Linked DNA regions of Arachis hypogaea: region 1 is linked to region 2. A link is a contact called in public Hi-C data. All regions are on one chromosome and are shown on one strand. The core of a region is the stretch at or near the end of the contact, and the rest is flanking DNA. Distances in the headings are between cores, read along the strand shown. Region 1 overlaps LOC112751177 (probable sulfate transporter 3.5). Region 2 holds the start of LOC112751175 (leucine-rich repeat extensin-like protein 4).

Region 1 (6,174 bases), core at 3,391-5,890, 130 kb after region 2:
CTTTATAAGAAGGTGAAAAATATGGATTATCAAATATTTGAACTTCAACGATAAAGAGAGAGGTCTTATCAATTAGGTTGAGCAAAAGTGTAAGTGTATTTTTCCGCTCTGTTGTATCGTAATTATCCTCTTTCTAACTCTCTGCTATTTTTTCGCGTGTGCACAAAAAAAGCTTAATAAGTATGAATATTTAATAAGTAAGCTTAATGTTAGTTAAGATACATTTGTTACTTATTAATAATATTAATAAAATTATTCATAATAAAATAAGTTAAAATAACAATTTAAAAATATGAGAATATCAAAATTTTTATATTTATAAAAATAAATATATGATTACTCATCATCAATCTCTAATTCAATAATAGTGTATTTAGTAGATTTGTCATCTTTTTCAAGAGTACTCTCATTCCCAATTCCAGCAAGATATTCAATAATATCTAAAATGAATTAAAATAAAAAAAATTATTGTCAATAAATTTGTTAAGAAAAAAACACAGCCGAAATTATCAACAAAATAAATAAATTTATAAATAAATTATACTTTTTCTAAAACAATAAACTTACCAAATAAATAGGTATAATCGTACCCAGGAGTATTGAGAGTATCAAAACTAACAAAATTAAATCCATATCGTGGGATACTTGATGATTCTGGAAGTCTCTACACATCGGTATGTTAGCTTAAATTAACCATATACTCATGATGTGTAGTCTTGAAGTTACCCTCACTAATTTCAACACCAAAATATCTTATTTGGTAAGATATTTCTTCTCTTAACAAATTCATGAATCAAGACACAAGAGCCCTCTTAACTGAAGCGTGTATTTTTCCTCCCTAGAATTGATAAACAAAAATCAAAGAACAATTAAATGGGGATAAACAAACAAATTTAAAATATAAATAATATAAATTTAAAATAATATAAAAAATATTAGTAGAAAACTCATGTCTTCATCAAGTTAGACCATCTCAATTGAGTATGGCAATGGAGAATTTCTGTAACTTGGTAGTATCCATAATCGTATCTCTCGAACACGTACACACAAATTGTCAATGGTAGGATTGATTTCTGCAATTTTGTGAATAACAGCCATTGGAATAAGTAGAAAAATTTTAGATTTTGGATATATGTAGAGAAAATGATTGATGTACTTTGAATTGTGGTGCTATACATATCCCATAACTTATACTTTTATAGTTGGCTCATAGCTAAATTTTTTTAAATTTAATTGACTTTAATTTAAATTTGAATTGAGGCTTACAGATAAAGTAAATAAATATATTAATAATTTTTTAAATTCTAAATTAAGGTAAATATATGTAAAAGAATGTATGTAGCTGTAATTTAAAAAAAAAATTAATAAAATTTAAAAAAATAGTATTAAAAAAAATCAACAAATTTTTAAAAAATAGCGTTAAAATTTAAAAAATAACAACTTAAGTAAAATAATTTAAAATTAAAAAATAACAACTTAAGTAAAATAATCTAAAAGTTAAAAAACAACAATCTAAATAAAATAATTTGAAATTTTAAAAAATAACCACCCAAGTAAAACAACCCAGATATAGTAAATAAATATATTAATAATTTTTAAAATTCTAAATCAACGTAAATATATGTAAAAGGACGTATGTAGCTGCAATTTAAAAAAAAACAAAATTTTATAGAATAGTGTTAAAATTTAAAAAATAACAACCTAAATAAAATAATCTAAAATTTAAAAAATAACAATTTAAGTAAAATAATCTAAACAAACAATTTAAAATTTGAAAATAACAAACTAAGCAAATAATAATTTATAATTTATAAATATAATTCTAAAAATTTTTAGTGACGACACGTAAGCAAATAAACTTTCAGATTCAACGTATGAGTGCCGCGTCAGCATGTGAGCTCCTCATTTGTATTACTATAAAGATTTAAAATTCGTTGTTCTAACCCCAAATAATCTTACTACTACTTTTCATTTTTATATGCCTAATCTTTCTAATATATATCCATGCTATAATAAGTGGATCTTTCATGATCCAAATAATGACAACCCTCCAATATCAAATGCAAGGATCATTCATGATCCCTCACCTAATACTACTTCCCCAACATAGAAAGTGTAACAAGCACGATTGAGTGTGAAAGGATAAAAATTAAGGATTTTACTGTGGTAAATATGAATATAGGTTTAATTATGATTATAGATTTGATAAATGTAAATGAAGACTAGTCATGGTGTTCAACGAAAACACCATTGAAAAAACATAGATCTTAATCCCCTGTGTTAAGCATTGGAATTGTGATTTTTGTGTGTATATTGATAAATGTTGATGAGTTTGGAAAATTCCAAGTTAATTTTGATGATGAATAAACATTATTGAAATATTTAATCACAATATTATTAATTTGATTTTCATTTAACATATGTTAATTAATAATTTTGTGATGCAGATTTTAATTGGGCCGAAAATAAAATTTTGGTGCAAGCCCAATTATACTCAGTCTTGATTTAATGCAAGAATACATGATGAGTATGGCTGAATTTATTTTGGGTCGAAACAAAAGAAAATTAACAAGCCCAAGTGTTTTATTATTAACTTAGCTTTGAATGTCCAAATTAATTTGTGGCTGAAGCTAGTTGTTATAATGGGCCAAATTGATTTTATTATTACAAGCCCAATATCTATGTTAAGTGATCCAATGTTTGATCCAAAATCCATCATGAAAGCAAATGTTATCATTTGCCTTATGCTCTCCAACGGATTCCAACTTTCATTAAGGATGGATTTCAAATTTCATCTTGATAGCATTGGAAACATAAATGAGAGAAAGAAAATGAGTGACATGATTGATTTATTGTTGCAGCACGCCACTCAAGCAAGGGAAGTAAAAGCAACTTTTTCCACTCAAGTGTTTAACTTCATTTAATTACTTCTCATTCATTTGTGTCTTCTCTCTCATCTTTCCTTCTTCTCTTTCGGTCATTATCCAAGAAGCCATGGAAGCTACACCTACTCACCGAAAAGAAGATGGAGCACGTCTCAAGACCATCTCAATGATGGCAAGAAAACATAACAAAATAAAAGTATGCTGTGGCTGAGATATTCACCCAAAATAGTAAGATTTGGTGAGATAATCTCGAGCTCTTCATACTCAAAAAAGAAAGAAGAAGATTCGGCCAGCAAGGTAGAGATTCTTGGAGGCATGGCTTGTCTTTGATTCTGCTCAACCACCACAGGAAGTAGCTAGAGTGGCGAAGTGATGGAAGAGGCAGAGATTGAAGCAGATGAAGCCATCATCATCATGAAGCATCAAGGGCCAGAAATTCATCTTGGAGAGCAAGCCAAGGATGGAGCGCTCGGATTGATGAAGGGTGATGACCAAGGAAGGACTAAAGGTAATTGCATGTTGGGTTTTGCATGGTTATCTCTTCTCTCTCTGTGTGGCCGAACCGGATCTGTTTCTTGGAGAAGAAGTTGGCTTGATTTTTGGCTTCAAAAGTGGAGGCTTCCCTCTTCTATAAAAAGAGAGAACAGCCACTGTTTGGAGCAAGGAGTTAGAAGTAAGCAGTGAGAGTGCAAGGCACATGATTCTCAGAGCTACCTAAGCTTACAGATTTTCTTCTCCTTCAATATATTCTGTTTTGTATTTTTCTGTTTAATTTTGTCATGTCTTGAGTCTCATGGAAAAAGGCAAACAGTGAGGTTTGTATGAAAAAGCCATAGAGCGAAAAAAGGCAGAGAGTGCAAAATTAAAATAAAAAGCCATAGATGTCCTTAGAGTTCTTTTGTTCATCTATGTTGTGTTTCATGATTTTGTGGGAATCCCCTTGTAAGTTGGGTTAGCACTTTACAGATTGTAATCAGGAAGATTATAGTGAAATTTCATCATGTTTGTGATGGAGACTGGATGTAAGCTGCACTGCACTTAGCAGCTGAACCAGGATATATTTGGGTGTAATTTTCTCTCTTCTCTACTCCATTTCTGTTTTTACTGCACAGGAGTAAAAACAAAAAATATCTCGTGTAAAGTGACGAGACAAAAAGAAAAGTCTCGTGGCTAGGGACGAGACAAAAAAAAAAGTCTCGTGGCTAGTGACGAGATAAAAAGACAAAAGGTTTCCAAAGTTGGTTTCAAGAGTCAGCAAGTATTATCAAGCAAAAAGGGGCTAAGATTCAACCCCCTTCTCTTAGCCACTGATAACCATCAAATGTGATTGTGTTGATATATGAATAAAAGAGAATGAGGATGAATATTATAACATGAGTGTGTGATAAGGAAGAAGCATGGTTGATCAAGGAGAAAATTAGAGAGAAACCACCGAGAACAAAGAGTATTTATTAAAATTCAACATCTTATTATAAGTTCTATTCTTTTTTTTGGACATTAATGGTTATCTACGGTATTCAAAAACTAATCTGTTGCAGATTTAAATTCTATTTAAAGATTTGTCACTAGTTATTGAGTTACTATATGTACAAGACAGAATTCAACTCTTGACATTTATTTAAGTGGACGAGTAAATTGACTATTCGACCAATTCAATTATCAAACTTTATTTCTATTAATTGGGCTAAGCCCAATTATACTGCTCCCAGTCTATTTACCACTTTATATAGTATCTGCTTTTAAGAATGTAATCTAGTATTACCAAAAAAAAAAAGGATGTAATCTAGCGACATTTGTATATGCCTTGCTAGATAGTGCATCAGAGTTTAAATCATAGTTATAATTAGAAAGTGGTTATATGGAACCATGGAGAGAGAAGGGTATGTGTGTGTTAGGATGTATGACAAAAAAAAAAATTTATAACCAATTTGGATTGGTATAATGGTTAGCTCACTAGTTCGCTTAAATAAGTGTCAAGGATTGAATCTGTCTTTGTGCATGCAATAATCCGTTGGCCAGCAACAAACCCTTAAATAAGATTTTGATTTGCAACAAATTAGTAATTGACCTACCAAACTGAAATATCGTTGACAACAAAAACGAAAACTCATAATTTATAAATTTCAAATAAACCAAATCAATTAAAAAAAAAAACTCATATTAGGATTTTGGTATGGAATTTTTGTTTTCAAGAAAATGATACTGAAACTACAGTAGTGGGCTTCATGTTTTCCTGCTATAGGCCTTGTGGGCTCAAAGCTGAAAGGTAAGGATCGATTAATTGACTCTATGGGGATCTTGTTTGGACTAAGCCGTTGAACATATTATGGGCCTTTTGTTAGGCCTAATAAGAGAATAAATATTTATCCTTCAATAAAGTAGAAACAAATTCTGAAAAAAAATTGAAACAAATTGTGATTTCAACAAAAAGTCTAAAACCACTATAACGATCTTTAATGCCCAGAATTTTAATGCATCAACTACCAGGAAAAAAAAAAAAGCTTCAACGCCTGAAAATTTGAATTTGAAATTTAGTAATTTGCTGATTTTGATTGGTATCAATTCACTCGTCTAACTAAAAAACTATCATATTCGAATTATACTTTATGCATATAGTAATTTCAGATCCAAAACAAGTTGATTTTTGACTTGTAGAATAGGTTAGAGAGAGAAAAAAACATTGCTAACAAAATTATGTGACAATGTATGAATAAATTAAAGGTGGATATTTCACATTTCTTGACCCACAATATTGATACACCATTTGACAATCTAGACTACTCTAGTTATCAACTAGGTTGTTTTTCTCTAAAAATTTTTAATTGTACAAGCGATGAACATACACGAAGTTTGATCTCAACTACTTTAAACGAATTAAAACACATCATTATTTTATTTTCTATGCTCTAACCTCCTACTTAATTAATAACTTTTATTAGGCATGATGATCGGGTAATTGTTGATGAGTTGTGTCTTCATTAATATTATTGTTATTGGTCTTGAGTGAACGAAGTGAATATTGAGTTGCATTCACTGCATCATCCAAATTCAGATAGAATGAATCCTTCCCAACCTTGTCTACAAAATTGGATGCCACCAGCTTCTCCATAACCTCAAGTCTTGGGTTCACTATTAACATCTACAAAAAGAAAATAAATAAAAGTAAAAACATTATATATAGATATATATAATATGTTTTTTATTTTTTAATAAATCAAGTTGAAGGATCTAGCTATATAGATATATAGTCCAAGAAGTTTAATTCTATATTGTACCTGAATTCCATTCT
Region 2 (6,636 bases), core at 2,545-5,044:
GGTACAGAAGAAAATTAACATCATCCACCCCAGTAGTAAAAATGTGAACTTTTTTTATGGTGTTTGGTAGAGAGAGAGTAGAGGGAGAAAGTGGGGTTAGAGGAGGAAGTTCTCAAAAGAATCAATAATAAGGTGGTGGTGGTGGTGATGCATACGAGACTCCGATAACAGGTGGCAAGGGCCCTTCATATACAGGTGCTGGTGGCGGTGATGGTGATGGCGGTGGATGGTAAGGTGCAGGCTGTGGCGATGGTGGTGGATGGTAAGGTGCAGGGTGTGGTGATGGTTGTGGTGGTGGATGCTCTTCGCATGGTGGTGGCGAAGGGGGAGGCGGAGGAGGTGGTGGGGGTGGTTCTATACATAGTGGAGGAGGTGGTGGTGGCTCTATACATGGTGGGGGCGGTGATGGTGGTGGTGGTGAATAGACTGGTGGAGGAGGTGAGTGGACAGGAGGGGGTGGCGGTGGTGAGAGGTAAGGGTAAATGGGTGGTGGTGGTGAATGAGGTGGTGGCGGGGGTGAGTGGTGAGGTGGTGGAGGTGGTGGCGAATGTGGTGGCGGTGGCGAATGAGGTGGTGGTGGGGAGTTATAGTAGTAAACAGGTGGTGGTGGAGAGTACACTGGCGGTGGTGGTGGTGAGGGTGGTGGCGGTGATGGAGGAGGCGGCGGCGGTGGTCGTACACAGTAAATTGGCGGTGGTGAAGGAGGTGGTGGTGAGGGTGGAGGCGGGTACACTACTGGTGGCGGCGGCGACGGAGGTGGAGGTGAGGGTGGTGGAGGAGACGGCGGTGGCGGAGATGGCGAAGGTGGTGGAGGTGACGGAGGAGGCGGGGAAGGTGGCGGCGGTGAAGGCGGCGGTGGAGGTGGAGAATACACGGGTGGAGGCGGAGACGGCGGTGGAGGGGACGGTGGAGGTGGTGAGGGCGGCGGGGGCGGTGGAGAGTAAACTGGTGGAGGAGGAGGTGGCGGAGAAGGAGGCGGGGGAGACGGTGGTGGCGGAGGTGGAGAGTACACTGGTGGAGGCGGCGATGGGGGCGGTGGAGAATACACTGGTGGAGGTGGTGACGGCGGGGGAGGTGGAGGCGATAATACCGGAGGAGGAAGAGCAACAGGCGGAGAAGGAATTGACGGAACAAAAGGCTTACACCTGAAAGAGCCACAATTCACTGAAGGCGTGGCCCTGCATTGGGCGGCAGAGCGCTGCAGTGGCCTAGCAGGCAAGCAGTTCTTCCTATCATCAAAGGCCGGCAGAGCCAAACACCTCGGTGGCTCACCCGTGAAGAAATTATAAGAATATGTAAAGTTCTCCAAATTTGGCAGAGAACAAATACTGGCCGGAATTACACCAGAGAGCAAGTTGTGTGCCACATTAAGCTGCTCCAAGCTCACCGCTCCACCAATTGCGTCCGGCAAAGGCCCCACCAGCTGATTGAAGCTCACATCAAACACAGTTAGATTCTTCAACAACCCTACCTCTGCCGGAAAACAAGAACGGAAACCGTTATTCATCAGAATAATCTCGTTCAGCCTTGACATGTTCCCGATGCTTGAAGGCACACAGCCGTGGAACTTGTTGTTCGCCAAAACTATTACCGACACAGGCGAATTCCCGAAATTATCCGGCAAATCGAAGACGAAACGATTATGATTTATGAAAATGGCATCCAGATCTTTATCAAAGAGCTGTGAAGGCACTGTGCCTTCAAATTCGTTGAACCTCAGATCTAGAAATTTAAGCTTGGGCAATCGCAGAACTACCGCCGGGAACTTACCGGCAAACCGGTTGTTGCTGAGATCTAACTCAAAGAGGATCTTGAGACGGTCGAACTTGTGGGGAAGTGTGCCACAGAACCTGTTTGTGTTAATGTGGAATAGAGCAAGATCTGTGAGCAAGCCAAGCTCCTCAGGCAGGTAACCAGCAATGTCGCCATGGTTGAGGTCAATGCCGGCAACGGTGCGGGTCCTGTTGTCATCAGGTGCAGGTGCACAGAAGACTCCAGTGTAGTCGCACACCTTAGGACCTACCCAATTAGCGGTGAGATTCAGAGGATCAGAGAGAATAGCTTGCTTCCATGCTTGTAAGGCTATGTATGCGTTTCTGATGCGGTTGTTCTCAAAGACCAAGGTAGGGTCCACTGTAACATCTTCTCCTCTGTCTCCGTACTCGTCTCTGTAGTAGAGAAGCTGCCTCTGCTTGATGTACATGGTTTCTGCCTCCGTGAGTGCTCCATTGAACTCGTGCTTTGTGGTGCTTGTTGCGGCGGCGAAGGAGGAGGAGAGGGTGAGTGTGAGTGAGCCCAGAAACAAGGCAATGAGGTGGAAATGGTGAGTGGTTATGGCTTCTTTCTTCCTCATCTCACATGAGGCATCTGAATGCTGCTTCCTTCTTTAGTCTTTCCTCCTTTTTTTCTTTGCTTTAGTTTTTCAAGTGGGGTTTTGAAAAAGTTTCGACCTTTGAGATCCGGAGATAATGCAGCTATGGAGGATTATGTTGGTGGTGGTGGTGGGTTTAGAGAGGCAAAGAGAAAAATGGGTTCTCTCTCTCTTCTTTTTTTTTTGGTTTCTAGGAATTTTGGATCTGTGTGTGAGTATATGAGTGAGGGGAGAGAGAGAAGAATGGGGTGTGTGGTGTGGTATGAAATAATTCATCAAAAGGACAGCTATATCACAGCTCAAAGCCCACCCAGATTCTCTCTCTTTTCTTTTTTTTTTTTTTTCAATTTTCTGAATTCTTTCTTCTTCTTCTTCTAATTCCTTCCTTTGGTCAATTTTCTCAAATTTTCAATTTACAGATGTTCATAATTTAATTATTTAATAACCAAAAAGTCCTAGAGCGATGAGATTTTAGTAATTTTAATCAGTAATTCATTAACACAAATTTAAAATTATTTTTAATAAATATAAATACAAATTATTATGGTCAAATATTGATTCAAAATTATAATATTTATTGAAGATGTAGTATTGTTGTTTAATAACTATTGTTTACGTGTGCCTTTATTAGTTTTGGTAAAATATTTTGTTCTTTCCCTTTTGTTTTTGAGGGGCTTCCTTTATTTTATTTAATTAAGGATGAATTACAGGTATCTCCGAGACTTTCTTATCCTATTTGGAACACAATTCCGTTTAGTTGTCACTCCTTAAGGAAGTTTGAAATAAAGTGAAAGGAGACGCGGATTAGAGAGCTGTCTGTGGGCTAATTTTTTTTTGTGTAATACATTGATATAAATTAATTAAAGCAAAATTAAGTTGGGTTGATTTAATTATTAATTTATTAATCTATTTAAATAAATGTTAGATATTTAAATTATGTTTTATATATGTAATAATTTATTAAATAAATTATTAAATAAAATTTTGATTCGCAGACAATTAATTCTTAACTTATGGGACTAAAATTTTTCGGCTACGAGAGCTTCAAGATGTGACACTCTGGTGAGTTCGTTGTTGAGCGCACCAAACTGACCACTGCTCCGGTATCATCTTCGTCGCCCCTCAACCCCTTAGCTCCATCACTGCGTTCACTTCGCACAATCGCTACTTTATGGTCATTAATGTCGATTCAATGCCACAAATAGTGCTTCGACCCTAAACTAAATTGCTCATTCATTCTCACGGTGCTATCACTATCCTATTAGTTTCTGAACTTTTCTATTCATACTTGGTAATAGTGTAACAGTTACCCCCTTTCTTTTTCCAAGCTCTCGTTTCATTGTTTGTTCTTCTTAGTTGTGGTTCTAATTTTTAAATAAACTCTCACTTCATCACTTGTTGTTCTTAATTGTAGCTTCAGTTTCTAAATACAAATACATTCTTTCATTCTACTACTCGACTTTTTTGTCTTTATTCAATTTCAATTTTATTTTTGTGGTTGCTCTTTGCTCTTCATATTTATCCGGATAGCAAACAACTAACTTTGTATAATTTCACATCAAATAATCATATTTGTATATAACACAATATTACTATCATTTTTAAGTATTACATCCATTTAATAATCATATTAAAATAAAAAAAAAGGCTGTTTGTGACCATGAGTTGTTTTTTTTTTTTTTTTTGTGAAATTCTTAATGAAACTATTTTCTATATTAAATTCAATAAACATTTTATAAATATACATACGCATTACTTGATAATGCCTTAACTAATGATTGTTTCCATAATATATGCTTATTTTTCAAAGCCAAAATTATTTGCAGTAGGTGTAACCTACAAGTTTTATAACGCCTAACTTATTAGAATAAGTAAAATGTTTCAGAGGAAAATAATAATAATAATGATAACAACATTAGGAAGTTGTTAGCATGATTGTGAAATTTTATAATAGAGTCGGTGGTGCCGAATTCCGGCTAGTTGACCCTAGATACCAGTTCGGCCGGTTGCCCTAGACTCAATTCATTTTAGTTTAATATTTTTGTGCAATTTTTGTTGGCCCGTTGATTACGCGTTATTTCGGACTTATTAATTCTTTTTGGGAAAAAGGGAGAAGCGGGGAACTTAGGTCAGTGATTTATTGCACAATCGTCTATTCGTCTTTGATAGAAAGAAAGTGTGAATAGATCTTTTTTTTCTTTTTTTTTTTAATTGAAAATGTAAAGTGTAATTTTTTATTTTTTAGTATTTTTTATATTTTTTAATTTCACCTACAAAATATACAGTAAAAAAATTATACGTTATTTTCTCAAATAAAATAAAAATTAAAAAGATTTATTTTCAAAAAAAGTAAAGTGAATTTTAAATTTAAAAAAACAATTCATCATTATCTACAAATATTTAAAAGATAAATAAAAATATTTATAAAAAAATAAAAATTAATATTATAACTATAAAAAAATAAATTTGTCTCACTAAAATATCTAAATATTAAATTTTAATTGACTTAATTAAAAAATTATCTAAAATTTGTAAATTATTATTATCGTGGTCAATATCACCACCATCATCATCTATCATGTCTTACCATCACATCCTAACTCATAATTCATACCGCCACAAATTTCAACTACTGCTACTACTATCCTTTATATTTTTAACCATTATTGCTTTAACTGAATTGTCATATTAAACCACACCGTCAATCCGCACCACCAACAATAAATTTAGAAGCGGGTTTAATAACAATAACAACAATAGAAACAAAAATATTTAGATTCAACAAAAATTTATATGTAAAGGAAGATAAAGATAGTGAGATAACAAATTTATTGGGATTTAAAATTTTATCTAAATAAGTATACGAGAAGCTTTTATTCTCCAAATATGCACCAGTTGAAAGTGATCCTAAAATACGCATGCCCAATTCGTACCCACCAACTAAGAAATGGAGTTTACCATCAATTCACGGCTGACGCCAACGAAATGGCGTAGGAGAGCAGCTTTCTCCATTTCGTTGCTGCCATACACGAAATGGAGCAACATCAGCGATGGCGCACACGAGGTGGGCACCTCAGGGTCATCGCATGCGAATTGGCCCAAGCTGCTGGCGGCGGCCACGAATTGGAGGACCTCGTCCCTGGCGCCCACGAAATGGTGGTCAACGAAGCAGCTACACATGCATTGGTCATGTTGGGAGGCAGGAGACACTTGGGAAGGGAGCCAACTTCATTATAAAAGGGTTGTAAGGGAGGGGACCTGCTGCACGGTTAAAGGGGTCATAAGGTAAAAAAAAAAATTTGTGTAAGTCTTGAAAGGAAGGTAGTGGGTGGTGGATGGGAGGGCAGTGCTGAGAAAAAATTTTTTTAATATGAGTGGGGGAGGGGTTAATGCAGAGGAGAACTTGAACCGGTTGGATGAACATCATATAGCGGCACATTTATTCCGTAAGGTTAGTTTACGTCATTTAGCTTATTATTGTTGTTAAAATATTATTAGACATAATATTTTTCATTTTTAGAAATTTTTGTAGAGAATTTTGAGCTGTTGTATTTCTTGCTACCTTTGGTTGCAGCCGACACGTGTCCTTACTCCTCATGGCACGCTCGTTGATGTTTTCATGGTAGACCCTGCAGATCCAAGCATGAAAATTAGACGGCAGAGGCTTGAGCCTTATCTGAGACGCACGGGATTTTACCATGCCTCTTTGATCAAGCGATTCGAGTACGACAATCCACTTATTAGTGCCTTGGTCGAACGATGGCGACCGGAGACACATACCTTCCATCTTCCTTGGGGGGAGTGTACAATAACTCTGGAGGATGTAGCAATGCAGTTAGGGTTACCTGTTGATGGTCAGCCTGTTAGTGGTACTTTGAGGTCATGGAGCAAGTTTCACCAAAGAGATATTTGGGAATGGTGTCATGAACTTCTAGGTGAGGTTCCCGCCGGCCACGTAGGGACAACAAAGTTCAACATAAAGCTGAAGTGGCTCAGAAATCGTCTTCAGCAGATGCCGCTTGACTTAGAAGATAATGGCCTCATGCAGTATGCACGGTGTTACATGCTTTACCTGTTGGGAGACGTGCTTCTTCCGGACAAGGCCAACAACACGGTGCATGTTCGATATCTGCCATTGTTGGCTGACTTTGATGCGATCTGCACCTACAGTTGGGGTAGCGCCGTCCTCTGTTGGTTATATCGTGCTATGTGCTTAGCAACCGACTACAGTGTTGAGGGTATGGCCGGTTGTCATACGTTGCTGA

Evidence for each region. A called contact is a pair of places that touch in the nucleus more often than the background predicts.
Region 1: a Hi-C map of leaf shows a contact between it and region 2, with 4 times the contacts expected there. The contact joins the enhancer-like site here to the promoter of LOC112751175 in region 2. A contact is called at or near these places in 2 of 8 Hi-C or Micro-C datasets (both in leaf).

What each region holds. Positions count from the first base shown.
Region 1 is chr15:147,234,726-147,240,899 of arahy.Tifrunner.gnm2.J5K5, forward strand. LOC112751177 (probable sulfate transporter 3.5) reads right to left here. Exons shown (of 12, transcript XM_025800232.3): 11 at 6,161-6,174; 12 at 5,597-6,024. The coding sequence ends at 5,821. Among protein-coding and RNA genes, the nearest start is that of LOC112751177, 13 kb to the right of the region's middle. Within about 2 kb of position 4,641, at least 2 of the 3 cell types and tissues checked have open chromatin away from gene starts, as enhancers often do.
Region 2 is chr15:147,104,520-147,111,155 of arahy.Tifrunner.gnm2.J5K5, forward strand. It overlaps LOC112751175 (leucine-rich repeat extensin-like protein 4), which reads right to left and starts at 3,795. Exons shown (of 1, transcript XM_025800231.3): 1 at 1-3,795. The coding sequence starts at 2,353. The coding sequence ends at 122. LOC112749196 (protein MAIN-LIKE 1-like) reads left to right here and starts at 5,742. Exons shown (of 4, transcript XM_025797458.1): 1 at 5,742-5,822; 2 at 5,946-6,636. The coding sequence starts at 5,742.